Linked DNA regions of Mus musculus: regions 1, 2 and 3 are each linked to region 4. Evidence: chromatin contacts called from public ChIA-PET, HiChIP or PLAC-seq and promoter capture Hi-C data. All regions are on one chromosome and are shown on one strand. Each heading gives the region's core, a stretch centred on a gene start, on an enhancer-like site or on the middle of the called end of the contact. The rest is flanking DNA. Distances are from core to core; before and after follow the strand shown.

Region 1 (3,548 bases), core at 2-2,501, 850 kb before region 4:
AGCTTTCCTTGAGGGTTCATCCCTCCAACAATAGTAATGTATCCGATCTTTCTCATGTACATTTAGCTTTGTAGGGGAAGTCAAGACTATGCAGAGGCCTGGTGGAGCTGTTGGAAGGGAGAAGTTATGATGTGAGTACCCCAGAAACTGAGAACATAGGGGTTATTTGCAAATCGAGTGTTTGCAAACAGAAGACTTCTCATTGGTGGGAGAGTCAATGTAAGACAATGCTGACCAGGTGAGCTGTCATCAATCTGGGGGTCCCCAAGCACTATAGCTCTGGTAGCACCAATATCTACAATCCCATGATGAAAAAATAAAAAGGAGAATCTTGTGTTCATTTTCAAGACAGTTTCTCCAAAGATGCATTCCATCTTGTTAAACTTGTCCACTGCCCTTGAATCTTTAGTGATGGGCTCACTAGAATGACTAATGTGTGGGATATTTTCTTTTTACCCCAATTGCTAGCTCTAACAGGGGTTCTTGGTAGAGATCAAAGCTTCCTGACTGCTGGTGCAGGCTTGCAAGGAAATAACTTGGGAAGGAATTTATTCTAAGGAATATGTTTTAATTCAAGGCTGAGCCTGTATATCCCAAAGGAAATACAATTCTACTGGTGAGGACATGGCGTCTGGAGATGTATAGCAGTTGTTGCAGTTACGTAGCTGGTCTTCATGAGATCAGGATTCAATATGTGTTCCAGTGTCTGCAAGCCAAGTACTCCACGCAAGGGGGACCCAGGGCCCATCAACAAAGTTGAAACAGACACCACAAAAGCCAGGAAGTTTATGGCTCAGAACTAATGTTGAGAACAATCCAAGGCCAGGTGGTCAGAATGAATTCCTTGGATAATAGAAAGGATGAGAAAGTCTTGTGTTTAGATCATTACCTTTACACTCATAGTGATTTTGATCCTCATCGGAGAGATAACTCTACTATAGCTCCAGTGTAGATAGAGGTCTTATTACCTTTAAAAGATTTATTTTCTATCAAAAAAGTAAAATGAAAACTACAGAGGACTGTGGCTGGCAAGCTGGCACAAAGGGAGGTCTCAGAGACCCCCTCATCCCCCCACCTTCCTCTCCTTCCCATCTCCCTCTCTCAGAAAGAAGAGGGTACATATAAAAGAGGCACACTGGGACACATTTCCTGGGTCATGTGGGAAAGAGAAGGATGAGGAGGAAGTCGACGCTATACCAAGTTACTCATCCATCAGAGGCCACCCGAAGGTCGAAGGTTCCCAAAGATGGTAAACAACCATGACCTAAGCAGGAACAGGCATTAGCATCTAGTAAGTAGTAACAGCCTTCTCTACTCCCGGAACAAGCTGTAGTGAAATTTAAATACCATTGTCTCGATCAGCAGGATGCCAGTCAAAATCATCTTCTCTATCCTGTTTCCAATCACAGACCCCAAGATCAAAGCTGCAGTCAACTGAGATGTTTAAGTCTGCATAAAAAAAAAAAAGAAAGAAAGAAACGAAGAAAGAAAGAAAGAAAGAAAGAAAGAAAGAAAGAAAGAAAGAAAGAAAGAAAGATCAGCACCATTAAGAACATTACAACAGTAGCTAATTTGCAACTCTGGAAGGCAATGTCATGGGTTTAGGCGAGTAGAATATAGATCATATTAATTGGCAAGCTTGCAGGTGTAGATTAAACCAGATACACTATTTCTTTTTTTAGACTTTAAAACTTTATGTGTATGCATGTTTTGCCTGCAGGTACATTTGTGCACCATGTGTGTGCCTGGTGCCCATGGAGGAGAGGGCATTATTATCTCCTGGCACTGGAGTTACAGATGATTCTGAGCTACTGCGTGAATGGGAACAGAAGCCGGGACCTCTGCAAGAGCAGCACTTGCACTTAACCCACTGAGCCATCTCTCCACATAACCTATTTTTTGAGTCTATAAAGGCATGCTCAACAAATTCTGTTGTAATCTTTGAGAATAAAACCGTAGGGGCTAGAAAGATGGTTCCGCAAAGCAGGGAATGAAACAGGCTGTTTACAAAACTCAAGCCAGAGACTGAAAACAAAGCTCAGAAACAAGTGTTTGTGGGATGCTCAGCCATACATAGAACATCTAAGTCACACCCCTCTCTACAAGGTTCAGGTATTCCGTAATAGTGAGAGAAAGCAGACCAACACACACATCAAATCAGTATTTCCCCTGCCCTACAACATCTCCAAACCAGATAGTTATAGATAGCCCCTGTGCCCCTAAGGTAGTGGCTCTCAACGTTCCTGTCAGGACCCCTGGCTCCGCCAACCATAAAATCATTTTGTTGCTACTTTAGAACGATAAACTTGCTATTGTTATGAATCATAATGTACATAGCTGATATGCAGGATATCTGATATGTAACCCTGTGAGAGGTTGAGAACCACTTTTCTTAAGGCCTTCTGGAAGTATTCAAATGATCCAATCTTATGTGGTCTCTCCTGCCCCGTCCCCCTTGCCTTTATTCTTAGAGAAACCTTAAAGACCTTTGGCCTAGTTTTCCACTAGGTCCTCCCCTTGCTCAGAGTGTCCCCCTTCTCTTGGGAGTGTACATAATAAATCACAGTTTCAATGGCTTTGGCCTCATGTTGTCACCTAGTCACCTCCACTAGTGCAAATCCAATGGGCATTTCATGATTCCAATCAACACTCTTTGTTAGACATTTGCCAGGGGCATATTGGATCAAATAAGCTGACCTACTGACAGGTTTGAACATGTTTCATTTTGTTGTTGTTGTTATTTGTTATGGCACAATGGATGTGGAGTTCAGATGTATCAGAGGAATACGTGGGGACTCAGCCAGTGCAGGACTTGAACCAGTGTCTCAGGTTACCTTTACATATAGCAGAGGTCTGCAAGCTAGCACCTTGGCCTACTGTCTATTTCGTATGGTAGCATACCATTCCGCTTACTTAAATGGTATCTTATTCCCTTAAGCTACAAGGACAAAGGGACCCTTGAGCTACAGAGACCAGGTGGCTCCCAAGGCTTCACCTGTTTGCTCTCTGGCCCTTTCCACAGAAGAGTGTGCTGACTCATGAAGTAAGATAAGGGTGAGACTGCACTGTGAGAGGACAAAGGCCGAGGGGCCTTCTGATTTAAAACTAAGGCTGGTCTCTCATGTCGGTTTGAGGGATTCAGCTGCTTATGCCAAAGGATCAATGATCAGAAAGAGGATAAGCAGCCCCCCTTTCTCTCCCCAACTGGCCGAAACTCATCACCACGCAGATCAGAATGGTTGCCAACTTACAGAGCTCTGCTTGCCACTGCCCCCAGCATGCTGGGATTAGCATTCTGTGCGCTCTCTTGATAGGCCATCCTTTGTTTTGGTTTGGTTTGGTTTGCTTGCTTGTTTTTGGAGACAAGGTTATTCTGTGTAGCCTTAGCTACCCTGGAATTGACTCTGTAGGCTAGACTGGCCTCAAACTCACTCAAACTCAAGATTTACTTGCCTCTGTCTCCGGAGTGCTGAGATTAAAGGTGTGCGCCACCCCTGGCCTAGCTCCTTAATTTTTTTTTTTTTTTTTTTTGAGGCAGGGTTTCTCTG
Region 2 (3,257 bases), core at 343-2,842, 940 kb before region 4:
GTGGAGACCTAGGTAGAAGCCTCAGTCAATAGGAGGCAGCGACCTCCATGACCTCTGACTGACCAGGAGGAATCTGCTGCCACTGAAAATAAGGATTTCAGGCAACCTGAGGAAACAGGAAAAGGATCCTCATATAATCTAAATTTTAAAATGATATACACGCCTAACAGCAGTTTGTAGTTATAATATATGATTTTTCTCTCTTCTGCCTTTCTGTATTTTCCGGACAAGTCTTAAATATTTGTATGTAGTAAAACAAGAGTGGGAAAAATTGGGCTCACCTTTCCTTAATTTCCAATTCTATATGTAAAATATAGTCTAAAAGGTATATTGTAAGGAAACACATTGAACTAACTCCATCCCTTGCTGCTACCCAAACTTAAGATGTTCTAATAAACAGTTGCTATTCATTTAAAATATCCACACTCTAAAATATCTTATGTGTACTTACTATTACTGACACAGGGTATCACTATGAAGTCTTGGCTGACCTGGAACTGGCTATTTGGCCCAGCTACCCTCACAAGAGATGTGCCTTCCTCTGCTTCCGAAGAACTGGGATAAAGGCGTGTGACAAGACACCTGGTACCATTCCACTATAGATTTTTTTCTAGGGAGTATCATGAAACAGACTGGGCTTCATTTTGTTGTTCTCAGACATGTAGACCACAGTACTCTGCTCACATTACCCTCTGCAGTCCGTTCCTCGCAAGTCCCCCTCCTGCTCACTACATAGACGTAGCATGATCAAAGCGAGACTGGGAACAAGATTTGTAACAGCAGCTTAGTTTTATGGCAATGTGTTCATTATACAGGTTATGTGCTACCTTAATGAATGAATTTAAATGTGGAGCCACCTGCGGTTAAAGGTTACACTTGTGGAAGTATAACGACACGATTGTGCCTAAATCTGATACCTGAAGTGTGTCCAGTACACCCCGATCCTTAAACGTCTGGTATAGCTTTTTGCGCAGTTCATCTTGACTCAACACATCAGACTTGTGGGGCATGTTGGACTGAAAAGAGAAAATGATGGGTTACCTAGTGTCAACGTGGACCTGAATTTCAGAAATCAGTGACCTCACCGGAAGCCCTAAGATGCTTAACGGACATCAAAACAAAGAGATGTCCAATCGGAAAAACCCTGGAAAGTGGCAGGTGGAACTACCTGAGCCATCCTCATCTGCTTTCCTCCCGAGCTCGCCCCTCCACGGTCGGACTCCTCGGCCCGGGCCGGGGCGCAGGAGGAGAGGGAGCCCTTGACCTCGGAATCCAGCTTGTCTCTGGGGACCTAGGGGAGCAAGAGAGCTAAACATTCAGCCCCTAACTCGTCAAGCAGCCGCGCTTCCTCCCACGGTATGGGAAGGGTGGGCGGGTCCGCGAGCCAGGAGGGACTCTGGACGGAATAAAGACGGAAACGACAAGCGAGGGCCCCGAAGCGGCCGCTCAGTCGGCAGTTTTCCCTGCTCCGTAGCTCATCCCTACACTGCCCGCCGCCCGCCGCCTGCTCCGCCCGCTCCGGCCGCTCGGCCCGCTCGGCCGGCTCAGCCTAACCGCCCAGGCTTTGGCCCTCCGTGACGCCTGCGCGCTCTTAGGCGAGCAGTCCCGGCCACGTCTCGCGAGAGCATAGCCTCAGATCTCGCGAGAGTGATTTTGGGACTCCCAGGCTGAGGCTCCCGAGCGCAGATTAAAGAGGCGGCCGGTTCTCATCTCGGCTCCTCCCTACAGGTGAGCTCTGGAGGGAAGCAGGCGGCGGGCGTTCCGGGTCCGCGGGGGCATCCAGGCCTCCCGTGATGCGAACAGTGGTCTTCTACCTCTACCCAGCCCTGACTCGGGACAGCACGCCCAGCCCCCCGGCGCCGAGTAATCCCCGTTCTCCTAGTTGGTATAGCCTCCGTGTCCCCTTGGAGGGGACCTCCGCGCACTGGGACGGAGGCTTGGCGTTCTCCAGGTCGCTAACGCAGTGCATCTTCATTGCAATGCCATTGCCCTTTGCAGCCGGTTTACTGTAGAAAGCGGTCTCGGGCATCGTAGGTTGACCGCATCCTTGGTCAGTTTCCATTAAATGCCAGTGGTACCCTACCTCGCCCTCCAGACTTTGACAGATGCTCTCAAAGAGGGCAAAAGCGCATCTCCTTGAGAAGCACGGAGCTTCATTTTATAGAAAAGCCCCACTAGTTTTGCTGATCTGTGGGGCAAGTTGAATTTACAGCTGTCAGGAGCAAGTTTCTGAAAGGTTCCTCCATAGAGAGATTTGCTATAAATATGGACGGCTTTGAACTGGGGTGCATGCGTTTTATCTTGTGTTTGCCTGTTAACTAAAATGTTTAACTTGTAAGGATTTCTAAATTCATCCTGCTCTTGCACTAGTAGTCTTCCACCATTGCACCATATGAATTTTTAGCTTCCTGGTAACTTCAGATGTCAGCCCTGGGCTTGGCCTTTACAGCAGTTTAGAATAAGCCTGTCAAGTCTAGAGTTAAAAAAAAATACTTGATCTTGTGTATGTACTGCACTCCCTCAAACCCATACCAGACATGAATAATTGATCATAGCCATTCGACCACACTGTTTCTCAGCACCAACTCCTGACAGCCATACCAGACATGAATAATTAATTGATCACAGCCTTTCACTGCTGACCACACAGTTTCTCAGCACCAGCTCCTGGCAGCCATACCAGCAAAGCAGATTTTGCTCATAAGGAACCACGAGCTATCCCTAGTCAAATCCCTTTCCTACTAGACATTATATTTCAAGAATATACTAAACACCCACCACAGAACACTTCATCCTCACTTAGCTTAAAACACCCTCGACTGGCTCCTTCAGTTGCTCTTATTTTGTTTTGTTTTCAGACCATTCATTGTCTAAGTCCCCACCCACCCCCCTGCTCCCAACATATTGTTTAAAGGTATCCATCATTTGAAATTATGATTTCCAGAACTAAGTATTTTCACAGGAGATGTAATGAGGATGACAGCAGCACTTTCCACACCTTGTTTGGGCACTGTCTTCACTCAGTTTTTGGTTGTTTTGTACTTTTAGATTTATTTTAGAGGTGTGTGTGTGTGTGTGTGTGTGTGTGTGTGTAATGAGTACAGGTACCCACAGAGTCCAGAAGAAGGCATTAGATCCCATAGAGCTGGAGTTACAAGCAATTGTGAGCTGCCTGATGTAGGAGCTGGGATTGAACTTGTGTCCTCTGCAAGAGCAGTATGTTCTCTTAACTGCTGCACAATCTTTTTGCCCCAGCG
Region 3 (3,312 bases), core at 654-3,153, 740 kb after region 4:
ACTTGTGGAAACCACAAAGATATGCTATAATCTAGCCAAAACATCTTTTTTTTTTGAAATACAATAGTGACTTCTCCAGAGATCCAAAGTTTCAGGACTATGTGAAGACACTGGAGGTTTTGTAAATCTTGCTGCTTTTAGCTTGAGGCCACCAACAATTCTCACTGTTACTTTAACCCATCCCTTCGCTGAACTTTTCTCTCCCCATGTCCCATTTCCATCGATCACAGAGGCCACGCCAACATCCCAGAATTGGCCTTTAGCTCTTTCCTGAGCATGCTTCTTATTTGCTAGCTATTTATTTTTCCAGGCATGGGCAGAAGCATGCAGGAAGTTAATAGGACAGTGTGAAGCCATGGCCCTTTGAAATAATCAGCATGAAACCAAATAATTTGTCACATATAGCCACTGACTGCTTCACACATCGGCCCTGTGATCTGCAGGAACCTTCGTGGGTGGCTCTACGACACATTTATCTACCACCCTAGTATCTCCAATCTTCCCAGAGTAAGTTACATAGGGATCCTTTCCCTAAGGTAATCTATGCCTGATGTGAAGATTAACCTATATGATTGAGAGCATACAGGGATGGGCAGGGAAAACAAAGAGCTGCAGTTGTTGGCACTATCCAAACCTGAGGGCTGTGAGTGCCTCTGATAGGACTGGGCAAACCAAGTCAACATATTTTTCTGCCTCGGGTTTTTGAGATTGTTCATCTTTTTTATGCAATCAACACATTTTACTCTTATCCCATAGAATAAAGGAAAGTATAGCATGATACTTGATCTTAAAAAGTGCTTATCTGATAGGGGTTATTGCCCTAGACCTCCAAGACACAGGGTCTGCCAGAGTCTTGCAAAGAAGTAGGAAGACATAGTTTCCCAACACCTCTCCTGCCCACCTCTCTCAGTTATTGCCCCAAGCACAAGACCTGACTTGTTGTGTACAGTGAAGATTTTGGAAGCACAGCAGGGCAGGGAATAAATGAGTACTCTGACCAGATACTACTTAGGTAGCCACAAAGTGGCAGGCAATGTTACTATTCTCTTATCGACACTGCTGGGGAAAGGAATCTTCCTGATTTGATGATTCCGCTTTAGTTTCAATCATAACACAGCTACTTAGAAGCAAATTTCTAAATCTCCAAGGCTTTAGATTTATTTCCACAGTTACCCAAAGAATGGCTGAAAGCCTTTTTCTTCTACCTCCATGACTTTGCCATCTGGGTCCCTGCTGGAAACATCCGGGTCAACCTTCAAACTGACTTTTCCAGGGCATAGAGGACTAATTTAGGGGTAGGGAAAGGGGGTTTTTGGGTCCTTGCTGTTTGGAAATCAAGTACCTAAGCTCGAAATACTTCTGGTTTTCCCTAGTAAAATCGATTTCAACCATCATCTCTTGACCCTTAACATAGAGTGTGACCCCTAATCCCCACTGTGGCTTTTTCTGAGGGAAAACAAGCTGTGCTGAATATCTGGTGGGGGTGGTGGTGTCTGTGTGTCTGTGTCAGTGTGTGTGTGTGTGTGTGTGTGTGTGTGTGTGTGTGTGTGTGCTCTATTTTGGGGGCTATAAAACCCCATCAGAAAGGGAGAAATAAGTTGAAGGCAGCAGCCTCGGGTCCTTTTCTTTTGGTCCTACCTTAAGCCTGGCTGCTCTTTTAAGCTTTTGCTCTTTCCAGCCCCCAGAAAAATAAAGCACCAAGTTTCTGCGGAAGCCCTAGGTGCAAAGAAAACCCGCGCGGTCCCTACCTGGAAAGCTTTGGAATCTTCACAAAGCTGAAGACATCCATGTAGGCAGCTTGGGGACCCCAGAGCCTGGAGGCTCCGTTGCCCCTTCTCACACCAGCAAAGGCAGCCTCAGCAGCCCCATGGCCAGGACCTCAGTGCGCCTGGGGTTTGAGTGGCAGCAGCGGGTGGTGGCGGAGACCCAGGAGGGCCAGTACCTGGAGGCGGCGGCTGCTACCCCCCTCCGGCCGTGAGCTGCGTGTGCATCCCCAAGCAGGACCATTGATGGGCGCCCGCTTCGGGAAAACTCAATGGAGAAGGAGCCAGGCTGGGCACAAGGAGCGGGGGCGGGGAGCACGGCCCGGGTCCTGCGCCCCGCCCTGAGAGCTTTGGCTCTAAGGACCGCCAGGCGCCCTGAGGACCAGAGGCTAGGGTGAGGGGTGCTGCTCCTGCTTCCCAGCCTTTGGGGCCCAGGGTCCCACGCACCGAAGATCGCAGACTGAACCAGGAGGCGGCGGGCAAGCTTGGCACACGCGCACGCACCCCTCACAGCACTGCAGCTGCCTCCCTGCCTCCTTCCCCGAGTCCCTTTCTCGCCTCCCTACCCCCACCCGCCCAGGGGGAGGGGGCACTCTCCTGTCACCCGCTCCGGGAGCCTCCAGATCCTTTAGATCTGCTCCAACAGTCCTTAGCGTGCTGCAGGACCGCGACACACTACCTCCAGCCTCCAAAAACCATAGGGAGAGCAATGCAACCGCAGGCGGCCCTAGGCTTCCGTAAACAGAACTAGGGATGGGAAGAAGCGACGGGATCGTTTGTCAGGGGAAGGGAAGGGAGATACCCAGCGGAGTGGGCTCAGTTTTGAGAGCTCAAGAGTTCCCTCTGCTTTCCCTGAACCACTGGAGCGAGACGTGGCTGTTGGGATAACTGGAAAGGTGTGTTCTTTGGACAGCAGCACCACAGCAGCGTTGGTGAAATAAGCACAGGATGAATTTGCGGGGTGCAGGGATAAACACAGCTGCTCCTTACTAGAGGAAAAGAGAACTCGGGGTCCCAGGAGCTGGGGTGGGGGCGGGGTGCAGCGCTAATTAGGAGGGGCTGAGGATGACAGGGAAGAGAAGGGTTGCTAGCTAGGTCTGGCGGGCGGAGCAAGCTGCCTTTTCAAATTGAGGGTGGGCAAAACCGTAAAGGGGAGGGGGAGAGAAACCTTGCGAGAAGCACAAACCAAACACTGAACACTCACCTTAGACAGAGTAAACTCCAAGTTGCAGCCATTTAGAACTCCTAGGCTTTCTTCTTTTTTTTTTACATAATTACCTTGGAGAATCACGCCTGTTCCTTAACTCACTGCTAGCTTTCCTTGAGGCTTGGGCTTCTCTCGGGGCTTCACCTTTTTTCTTCTTTCTCTCAGAGTCTTAAGGAGTCTTCTCTCAGACTCTTCAGGATCTCTCCCCAGAGTCAGTGAAGGTCAGCTGGCTTCACTGGAGTGCTTACCCCACCGCAGACAGCTCTCACCTGGCGACAGGGCAACCGCAAAGAGCCAATGCCTCCCGCGAAAGATTGGAGGCTCTGGCTTGGAGGCTCCAGC
Region 4 (3,274 bases), core at 212-2,711:
AACCAAAATAAAACAACCAAAAGGAAAAAAAATGCCCTTAATCTCACAACCAAATTCTCGATTCATTCCATCATCAAGATTTTGTGCTTCCTTCTGGAAATTTCAGTTTTAGTTTTGACGTTTGTGTCTACAATCCGTTTCTAAGTTAACTTTTGTAAATACGGAGAATGACTTTTTTTTTTTCTGTAAAACTTGCGGAATGAATTCGTGCGCTACTAAATATAGAACGGTTATCTGTCACTGTGCACTGTATAGTTGGTTAACTGTGCTAAATAGAATTCGGGAAAAGAAATTGGCTTTGGGCAAGTAGGACAAGGAATCCCTAGTCTAAGCTGAGGAGAGCTTCCGCCTGCCTGGTGGCACCTTTTGCTAATGTGAGAAACCGGTGGAATTTTGAACAAACTGGGGTCTTGTTGCTGTGCGCAGCTAAGCTCCACAAACACAAAGAAGCTATTCGCAATGATAGATGCAACAAAGTTTAAAGGAAGGGTGCGAGCGCTCAACACGTGCGTCTCGCTTTCCCACGCTCTGCCTAACTCCCGCACAAACCCACCTTTCTGGATAAGGCAGCGCTTGGCCAGCCTGCTGCTCTGGAGAGTCACCTGAGCAGCTGGCAGTACTCTGATCGCCAGCGGCTGGAAGTGGCATTCGAAAGTTTCCCTGGGATAAACCCAGTGCCCAGGACCCGTGCAGAGCCTTTTCAACCATGCAGGATTCTGGGTTTCTGTCTGGCAGAGAGTTGGAAACTGGGGCGGGCGGATCCACCGATGTCTCCCCGCCCCCACCATTCCCGGCACCGAAGTGATGCCCACAGACTGCGCCCACTCTCCCAGACGCTCTGTAACTGCCCCGATTTTGTCCTTCCGGACTGAAGACACCAGGCGAGCCGGTGCAAAAGAGGGGCCTGGGGTGCCCAAGGGTCGACAGGTCGCCGATGTCCGGGTATTGGAGGCCCAGCCACCAGAAGGTTAACAGCCAGAGGATACGCGTAGAGACTCCAGGGTGACCCGGGTTGGGGGTGGGGGTTGGGGGTCCCTTGCTGAACTTCTTTCTCCCCTGGCGCAGCCGCCCTGGCTCTGCAGCCGCGTTGTTGCCGTCCCGCCCCGGAAGGGAGAGCATGACGCCCGCGGAGCTGGCCTGGGCATGCTTTGGCCCCTGCCTCAGCCCCAGCGAGGCTCCCACCTGGTCTCCTGGTTGCTAAACTTCTTGGTGACCACCTTGCCCAGCTCCAGGCCCAGGCGATCGGCCACGCGCTGCGACAGGTCCTGGTGAGAACTGCCGCTGAAGAGCACGATGTTAGGCATGGTGACCGGGGACTGAGGAGCGCGCTGGAGAAGGAGAAAGGGACTGCGATGCAGACTACTGCTACCGTTGCTGCGGCTGTTGCTGCTGCTGCTGCGGTGGCCTGGGCTGCTGGTGAAGCGGGAAAACGCAGCAGCAGGATCTAGGGGAGGGGAGGGCCGGGGGAGGAGCCAGAGGGAGGAGGAGCAGCTGAAGAGTCGCTGGAGGGTGCTGGGAGGCTGCTTCTGCCCACGCAGGCTGGGCATCTGGGTTTGAAGCTCTGGGTGGTCCCGAAGCACCCAAGTACAGTTGCTCCGTAGGGGAGCTCCAGGCTCCACATAGGACTTCCTGACTTGCCTTTAAATGGGGAGGTCAACCAACCAGATAAAGTGGGCACAGTGAGCCATTGCAGGAAAGGGCCATGTGGTGCCTCACAGCCAGGAGCAGCCTTTCAACCCGGAAGCTCAGAACCCAGAGGTGATACCTGGGCTTCAAGTGCACACCGTGTCTACATAGGCCAGACCCACACATCGGTTTGTATTTGCACACGGGAGTGAAGCATGTTTGCACTTGAAGTGGTGATATAGACTACGTTTGAAGATGGACTAAGAAAAGGGTTTCTCACCAACAAGAATTCTCTTTCTCTGTCATTTAATTTAGATGTATATTTTACAAAATTAGCTCAAATATTTTGTTTTCCAGTTTTTTCAACAAAAGCTGAAAATTTTGGTTTTTTTTTTTTTTCTTATTATATAAATGCCCACATTCTTTCTTGTCTTTTGCTTCTTGGTCCACAAAACCTGAACATGTTACCGTCTAGCTCCTAAATGTGTGTTGCTCTGTAAAGGAGTCATTGATGACAGCCACCATTTGACCCCTAAGCTTGGCCACAAGAGGAAAGCGTATTTTCAAGTGGTCAGTTGCCTCTCACCAATTCCTTCTGAGTCCTCGTTTTTATGTAGATAGGCTGGCTCTCAGGCTCTCTTCACAACTTCCTGTCCCTTGGATTCTCTAGAGTCAGACTCCCCCACCCCCCACCCCCACCCCTGCTGCGGCAACCAACCCCCCTCTCCCAGAGTCCTTTGCTTTCCCTGCCCTCAACCCCCACCTCAGCATTTCTGAAGTAGCTAATGCAGTGTCAGAGCCAATCGCCAATCGCTGGGCACAAAGCACACTTAAGGAAAGGAGATTCATCCTGAGCTCCTGGACGAGTGGAGCACTAGTGATCCTGACTTACATTTCTTAAAAGCTTTCAGAGACAGATTAACCTGGCCAGATAGTTGCTTGGGCTCTACCACTGTCTACTGAAATTTGGCTTGCCATATACAACAAAGACTACTTGCCCTTGAATTGTAGCCCACTCTAAAGGCACTTCTTGTGTGATTGGAGTTTGGGAGAGTATTTAGATTGACCGTATCTTTGGGGGATTTGCTTCTGGGCCCTTCCTTGAACTCTGCAAAGGTGTCAGCCTTTAATCTCAGCACTCTGGAGGCAGAGGCAGAGGCAGAGGCAGAGGCAGAGGCAGAGGCAGAGGCAGAGGCAGAGGCAGAGGCAGAGGCAGAGGCAGAGGCAGAGGCAGAGGCAGAGGCAGGCGGGTCTTTCAGTTGAAGGCTAGCTGGCCTGTTGAAACTGTGTCTCTCCAATCCCCTAAGGTTCCTCAAACCCAAGCAAATTGAATTTATGAAAGGGTTTCCTTTGAAACTCCACTGACTGCCCCAGTGGTTCTCCAAAGCGCTACTCCCATTGCATTTCTGTTCCTTTTCATTCTGCTGACAGAGATGTACATATCCTATTGTATTTCTTAAAAGAGCCAAGGTGATGATATAACTAATCTCATCACTTGGGAGGTTGAGGCTTGGGGACCAAGAATCCCAGGCCAGCCTATACTATATAGTGAGACTTTGTCTCAAAAACAACTGCAGCAGCAACAATCTACCTACAGTGGGTTTTAAGCTACACCCAGTATATGCTGCATAAAGATTCAGATGACAGA

Evidence for each region. Promoter capture Hi-C pulls out the DNA fragments that hold promoters and counts their contacts. ChIA-PET counts read pairs in DNA pulled down with a chosen protein or histone mark. HiChIP or PLAC-seq counts read pairs in DNA pulled down with a chosen protein or histone mark.
Region 1: a contact with region 4 is called in an H3K4me3 HiChIP or PLAC-seq map of embryonic stem cells, with 16 times the contacts expected there. The contact joins the enhancer-like site here to the promoter of Prps2 in region 4. A contact is called at or near these places in 5 of 39 promoter capture datasets (the C10 cell line, the HPC-7 cell line, liver and 1 more), 2 of 115 datasets of contacts at active chromatin or transcription factors (embryonic stem cells and stem cell-derived neural progenitor cells) and 1 of 9 other capture datasets (embryonic stem cells).
Region 2: a contact with region 4 is called in an RNA polymerase II ChIA-PET map of memory CD8 T cells, with 18 read pairs. The contact joins the promoter of Ofd1 here to the promoter of Prps2 in region 4. A contact is called at or near these places in 4 of 39 promoter capture datasets (HPC-7-derived erythroid cells, hematopoietic stem and progenitor cells, neutrophils and 1 more), 1 of 484 Hi-C or Micro-C datasets (B cells), 2 of 115 datasets of contacts at active chromatin or transcription factors (embryonic stem cells and memory CD8 T cells) and 2 of 9 other capture datasets (adipose tissue and liver).
Region 3: a promoter capture Hi-C map of hippocampal neurons shows a contact between it and region 4, with 6 times the contacts expected there. The contact joins the promoter of Frmpd4 here to the promoter of Prps2 in region 4. A contact is called at or near these places in 2 of 39 promoter capture datasets (the 3T3-L1 cell line and hippocampal neurons).

What each region holds. Positions count from the first base shown.
Region 1 is chrX:166,530,625-166,534,172 of GRCm38.p6, forward strand. Egfl6 (EGF-like-domain, multiple 6) reads right to left here. Exons shown (of 12, transcript NM_019397.3): 10 at 1,348-1,449. Among named protein-coding and RNA genes, the nearest start is that of Tceanc, 22 kb to the left of the region's middle. Within about 2 kb of position 1,252, at least 9 of the 459 cell types and tissues checked have an H3K27ac peak or open chromatin away from gene starts, as enhancers often do. A contact at or near this core is called in embryonic stem cells, where this site is marked.
Region 2 is chrX:166,439,112-166,442,368 of GRCm38.p6, forward strand. It overlaps Ofd1 (OFD1, centriole and centriolar satellite protein), which reads right to left and starts at 1,593. Exons shown (of 23, transcript NM_177429.3): 1 at 1,169-1,593; 2 at 918-1,016. The coding sequence starts at 1,183. Trappc2 (trafficking protein particle complex 2) reads left to right here and starts at 1,644. Exons shown (of 5, transcript NM_025432.4): 1 at 1,644-1,728.
Region 3 is chrX:168,121,038-168,124,349 of GRCm38.p6, forward strand. It overlaps Frmpd4 (FERM and PDZ domain containing 4), which reads right to left and starts at 1,904. Exons shown (of 17, transcript NM_001368936.1): 1 at 1,749-1,904. The coding sequence starts at 1,789.
Region 4 is chrX:167,381,288-167,384,561 of GRCm38.p6, forward strand. It overlaps Prps2 (phosphoribosyl pyrophosphate synthetase 2), which reads right to left and starts at 1,462. Exons shown (of 7, transcript NM_026662.5): 1 at 1,183-1,462. The coding sequence starts at 1,304.